Linked DNA regions of Sus scrofa: region 2 is linked to region 1. The links are chromatin contacts, called in public HiChIP or PLAC-seq maps. All regions are on one chromosome and are shown on one strand. The core of a region is the stretch at or near the end of the contact, and the rest is flanking DNA. Distances in the headings are between cores, read along the strand shown. Region 1 overlaps CTBP2 (C-terminal-binding protein 2). Region 2 has its middle 22 kb from the start of CTBP2.

The links. HiChIP or PLAC-seq counts read pairs in DNA pulled down with a chosen protein or histone mark.
Region 2: an H3K27ac HiChIP or PLAC-seq map of skeletal muscle shows a contact between it and region 1. The contact joins two enhancer-like sites. A contact is called at or near these places in 2 of 2 datasets of contacts at active chromatin or transcription factors (alveolar macrophages and skeletal muscle).

Annotation. Positions count from the first base shown.
Region 1 is chr14:134,380,380-134,383,217 of Sscrofa11.1, forward strand. All of the region lies in intron 2 of CTBP2 (C-terminal-binding protein 2), which reads right to left. Among named protein-coding and RNA genes, the nearest start is that of CTBP2, 110 kb to the right of the region's middle. Within about 2 kb of position 1,487, at least 16 of the 83 cell types and tissues checked have an H3K27ac peak or open chromatin away from gene starts, as enhancers often do. A contact at or near this core is called in skeletal muscle, where this site is marked.
Region 2 is chr14:134,509,499-134,512,336 of Sscrofa11.1, forward strand. No RefSeq gene overlaps it. Among named protein-coding and RNA genes, the nearest start is that of CTBP2, 22 kb to the left of the region's middle. Within about 2 kb of position 1,368, at least 4 of the 83 cell types and tissues checked have an H3K27ac peak or open chromatin away from gene starts, as enhancers often do. A contact at or near this core is called in skeletal muscle, where this site is marked.

The sequences.
Region 1 (2,838 bases), core at 237-2,736:
AAGAAGCTCCGGGTAGCTGAGATCCGTCCACGTGGGAGCAAAAACAAACACCCAGAAGTGAGGGCAAGAGAAAAAACCCAGAAGGTTCCCCCTCCTAACTGCAGTCTAAAATCTGGGCAGATTAACTTTACTCAATAACCATTAGCAGCCCTACCTGCCTGGACCAAACCGCTACAGTGCACAGAAACCCAGTCAGCATGGATTTACGTTCTTAAAACCTCTGGTGATTTTTAAAGACACCCTCAAGTTTTCTTGATGCTGGTTCCAAGTCTGCAAAGATTAGGCCAATGAAGGAATTTACACAAAGTAAATGATAACTTCAATGATGCCTTTCGAAATGAAAATTCCGTTAAGACCCGTTAAACATGGGAACCGCCTTCAATTCTTTAAGAAAATCTACTTAAACATTATGTTGATTGAGGCCAACTTCTATGATATGCTAATTGATTAAGAGTTATGCTAATCAATTAATAGTACTGTCAAGTTCTCCGCATCAGCCCCTGGAGGCTTTAGAGTACATTCTACTGGGAAACCTGCAAATAGGGTAGATTCCAAGTTTGAGAGGTTGCCGCGAACGAAAAGAAGAAGAGGCGCCCGCAGACCCAGCAGCATGGTCCTTGAGCCCTCGCATTTCCAGAGCCTGGAGCCCCTGAAGGAATGAGTCCTCTCGACCATAACCCACAAGGCTCTCCCCATGGAGCCTCCCAACCTTTGAAAGACCCGGCAGCACAGCACCCACTGCCACAGGCAAGGACGCTTGGTGGTTGGGGAAGGGGAGGGGTGTCATCCAGCAGATCAGGTACCGCCCGTCATCAGAGCCTTGAAAATGCTGGTCCACCCACCCCCAAAGAACCTGCTGCCGCTTCACTGACCCCAAAGAAAGCCAGGGCTTCGGGCTACCTCGAAAGAACCTGTTTGAGAATCTTCAGAAGACAGACAACCATGAACAAGCGATGACAAGGTGGCTGGACTCTGATCTGAGCTTCAGTTTGTTAACTGTACCGGAAGGACCCACTAAAGTCCAGATAAACAAAAGCACGCAGTGGGCAACACATGGGTTTAGCCTTTGGTTGACATAACACCACAATTAACAACAGAATTATTATTATTTGTCCTTCCTAGGGCCGCACCGTTCCTAGCCTAGGGGTCTAATGGAGCTGTAGCTGCCTGGGAACTTCCATATGCCCTCGGGTGTGGCCCTATAAACACAAAAGACCAAAACCAAAACCAAAACCAAACAAAAAAGAAAACAAAAACCAAAGCCAAAACCAAACCAAAAAAAAAACCCCATCTACACTTCAATAGAGCCTGGAGCTTTACTTGGGTTCCCGGAGCCTCCTCCACCCCACCAGGCTGCTCATATTCCCCCCCCCACAATGCCCAGCAGTCTAACCGTAGTGCAACAAGGTCACACCCAGGTCACATGGCCTCGATCTGAGCCGTGGGCCTGATGCCCTGGGGCTGATGCAACACCGTGTCCCAGAGAGACAGGCACAGACAGCTCAAGGGTTGGTCCACAGCCCTGTCCAACACCAGAGGCCAGGCAGGTGGCAGCCAGGGCCTGTGCCATGTTCTAACAGACCCCGGAGCCACCCATTAGCACTTCTGCACCAGGACAGATGAACATGCATATACGACCCCCACTGGATTAATATAAATAAATATATTATATTCACAAATATAATATCCTCTCAACAATTCACACCAAGTCAAAAGCTGCCACCAAATAAGTTACAAAGAATTAAAGATTTGAAGATGTAAAAGATTTAATATAATAAAAGTTTTCTACAGCTTGGATGTGAGGTTAAGGAATTGTGGGCCCATGATTTTTTTTTTTAATGGCCATATGGAAGTTCCTGGGCCAGGGGCTGAATCTGAGCTACAGCTGCAGCACTGCTGGATGCTATAACCCACTTTACTGAGCTGGGAATCGAACCTGAGCCTCTGCAGTAACCTGAGCCATTGCAAGTGGGATTCTTAATCCACTCTGCCACTGTGGGAACGCCCTATCATTTTATTTGTTCCCACCTAAGCTCCATCAAAATAGTCTCCGTGGCTTTGAAGAAGACAAATGAAAAACGAAGACCCTGTCATCTGTGTCCAGCTTGTAAGCGAGTCTTTAGCAAAAGGAATCCCAGTGCTGGTGGAGACGTGTCCCGTGAGCTCGCAGGCTGCCTGAGGAGGGAGCAGGTGTGAAAACCATGCTTCCAGGGGGACCGTCTCCTCGGCCAGCAAACAACTTCTGAGTGAATCCTTCTTTCTGGTTTAGATTTAGAAACTGCATCTTCTGGAGTTAAATGCAAAACTCAAGAATTCTAAATATTTTCACTTGCTAAAAGCTTGCATCAAGAACAGAGAACTTGAGCAGAAACAATTCTTGCTTTTCCTAATTGGTTGTTTTATTGGTGACATAATGAAAATTAAGTGTTGGTGAGGAAAAGGAGATGCTTCGGTGTTAAGAATTTTCGCACATTTTTAAGCACCTGACTTACAAGTATGCTTTAGAAATAAACATACTCATTTCCAGACCAAAGCAGCCTTTAAAAATAAAAAAGCAAAACAAAACGAAACCAGAAAAAGGATAAAGGCAAATAAGCAAAACTTCCTCCAAGCAAAGACGTATAAAAGGACCCGTTTATTTCCATGGTGTTAGGCCTCAGGAGTCCAAAGAACCACAGATGAACTTTCACGATCCCGATTTTCTGATGACCCTTCCCCCCTTTGGCAAGGGGGGTCTGTTGCTGAGAGGTTGGGCTGAGCAGGGTGAAGGGATTAGAGTCCTCGGATTCCACAGGGACAGAGGAAGTTTCACTCTGACCCAACAACTCACCTTTTGTC
Region 2 (2,838 bases), core at 118-2,617, 130 kb after region 1:
CACAGCCACAGCAACGCTGTGGATCTGAGGCATGTCTGCGACCTGCACCACAGCTCAAGGAAACGCCGGATCCTTAATCCACTGAGCAAGGCCAGGGATCGAACCCACGTCCTCATGGACACGCACCAGGTTGGTTGACAGCTGAGCCACAACGGGGACTCCACCTGTGGTTTACCTACCATGGAAGCTGCTGATTTTTGAAGAGTAGGCTTGAGAGGGTGTTGGCGAAGGGAGCCCAGAGGACCTGGCTTTCCGTAAGTATAATTATATATTTGTAAAACCTCTGGTCGCATCTCTGAATTCAGATGGGAAGTCTATTTACTGTAATGTGAAATATCTTGGGGGAACACTGCATACAGATATCAGCAATTAACTCAATCTGAGAATGGCAATGTTTGCTGTTAACGGAGTACCACTCCAACACTCTAATTACGAATTCTGCCCAAAAGGCCAGTATCACAGGAAGCAGGAAGCCTCCTAATGAGGCAGGACTTTCAACATGGACTAAAAACTGAGATGCTGAGGGTCAGACAGGGAGACATGTGGATTGGATCTGAGCTGTGTCACCCAGGCTAAGGGCAGCCGTATACACATGGCGTCTGCCTGCAATAGGGACTCATCCTTTGTTCTGCCCACGAGAACAATGGGCCATCGGGACTCGCCAGCTCACACCTCCTCAGCAGCCCTTCACTGGGCTGGCGGGGCCTCTGACAACCTGCTGTCACTGGCACTTGGGGCCCGGGGTGACTTACCCTCCCAAGGGCAACCTCTACCCCCAGTCCACTGAGCTGTCTTGGAAGGGGAGCTTGGGGTGCAGTGGGAGGGGTGTGGGGTGTTTGGGAGCTTTGGAGGGGTCTTCCCATCCTACAGTTTCACTTGAAGCTCTGGAAGGCTGGGTTTGATGAATGAACTTTTCTGACCCAACTCCCTTTCCAGGGTGTGTGCCCAGAAGAAAACACTGTTTTGCAGACAGAGCAGGGTGTGCCCTGGGTTGGTTGGGAACCCTCCCAGTTAAGGTCTTGGTGGCATCAGGGGGAGCTATAAGCATCGGCGAAGCATGGTTTTCTCTTGTACCTGGACCACAGACTTCCTGTGGCCTTTCCTTTTTCTGCTCTGTTTTGTTATCAGCTGGCAGCAACTGATAAAAGTTTTACAGACCAGAAGCCAGTGGCCTGGACGCCACACTGGCAAAGAGAGGGAGGGCTGGCAAAACCAGCTGACTCTTGCTTTGATTCATGAGCCCAGGCCCACCGTCCTCACACACACACACACACACACACACACACACACACACACACACACCCCTGTGTCTCTCCTTGCCAAGTCTCTACTCATCTTACAGCACCTGTTTCAGAGCACGCCTCCCCTGGGAGGCTTGCCTGCCCCCTCAGACAGAGGTCAGAACTCCCTGCCTGGGGCCTTCTGGCTCCCCCCACCACTGCTCCCATTGCTTTGGGATTCACCCCTCAAGCCTGGGAGCTTCTGGGGAAAGATTTGTTCTTACCCACCTCTGCATCTGGAGCATTCTGTCCAGGGCCCGCCAACTCAAATGTGTGTCCTATGTGCATAGTGAACAGCAGAATTTCACAGAGTATCAGGCTTGTCTAAGCCCTGATCTCATTTTGCACTTGAACCCATACCCAGGGTTCATGAAGCCTTCCCAGGGCTCTGAAACTGCAAACAAGAAACGTGGCAGCTGATTCCCTCCTGGCTAGTTTCCAGAGGCTTCTAGATGTTCGGCAGCCCTTGGGACCCCACACTGGCACCAGAAGACCACGACGCAGCATACTGAGGGGTTGTCAAGGAGGAAATCTAATAAAGTAATGCAAATCTCTTTAACCAGAGACCCGGGGCACAAAATTGTTGTGCCCTCAACAGGGCTTCACATTCCAGAAATAATATGAAAATTACTAGGATAAAGCATTCGACTTTGTAAAACTTCTCATCAGCCGTTTTTTGTTGGCAGGGCAGCCGCAGGCAGCGAGGGGACAGCCACCCCTTGGCAGCTCTTCCACCTCTGCCATCGGAAGTGTCTGAGCCTCGGCAAGCACTGGTTGGCCCTCCCTCCCACGGAGCCAGTGCCTGGAGGAGAAGACCCAGGAGAGGCAGCGCCCGAACCTAAGGCTCCGAGATTCCCCTGGAGGGACAAAGGGCTGTGGGCCATGGCATCTGAGGGGGACTGAGAAGGGTGGACAGGGTTTCAGGGTGGGCTGATTGGGGACCAGAGAGGAATGGAGCGCAAAGAGGCTGTCAAGTGCCTGCCAATCCCTAGCCATCAAAGTTGGTCCAAATTCCTCCATCTGCCTTCCCGTCCTCCTTTGGAGTCTTCGGTGGCTCCCAGTTCAGCTCAGTACAAATTCCCATCGCACATTCAAGGCCTCCGCCGCGCTGCTTCTCCTGGCATCATCTGACATCTCTTCCTTCCTCCAGCCCGTGCACCTGCCTTCTGTCGGGACCCTCCCCTCCTCCATGGACACTTTCAGGGGTTCTTCCTGCTTCATCTCCCCGCCCCCTGCTGCAATGATGAGTCCATCGCAGTTGCCAAGGCAGCCCCTCCCGCACCAGCAGAGCGGGAGCTCAGGGAAGGTCGGGTTGCCTTGAGAAATCTCTCCTGGCGGGGGCGGGGTTGGGCGGCAAGCCCTCCCCAGGGGCGAGGACGCCGCCTTCCCCTTTGCTGGAGGAGCCATGAGAGCATCCGCTGGACCCAAGCTGGAGGAATGAACTTGTGGTTCCCCTGCTACTCGCTGGCACAACTCCTGGCAACGAGCCCTGCCCCCGAGCCTCCCACAGGTGTGTTCTAAGGGGGATTCCAGGGGGACTCTGACGCAGGCACAAGGA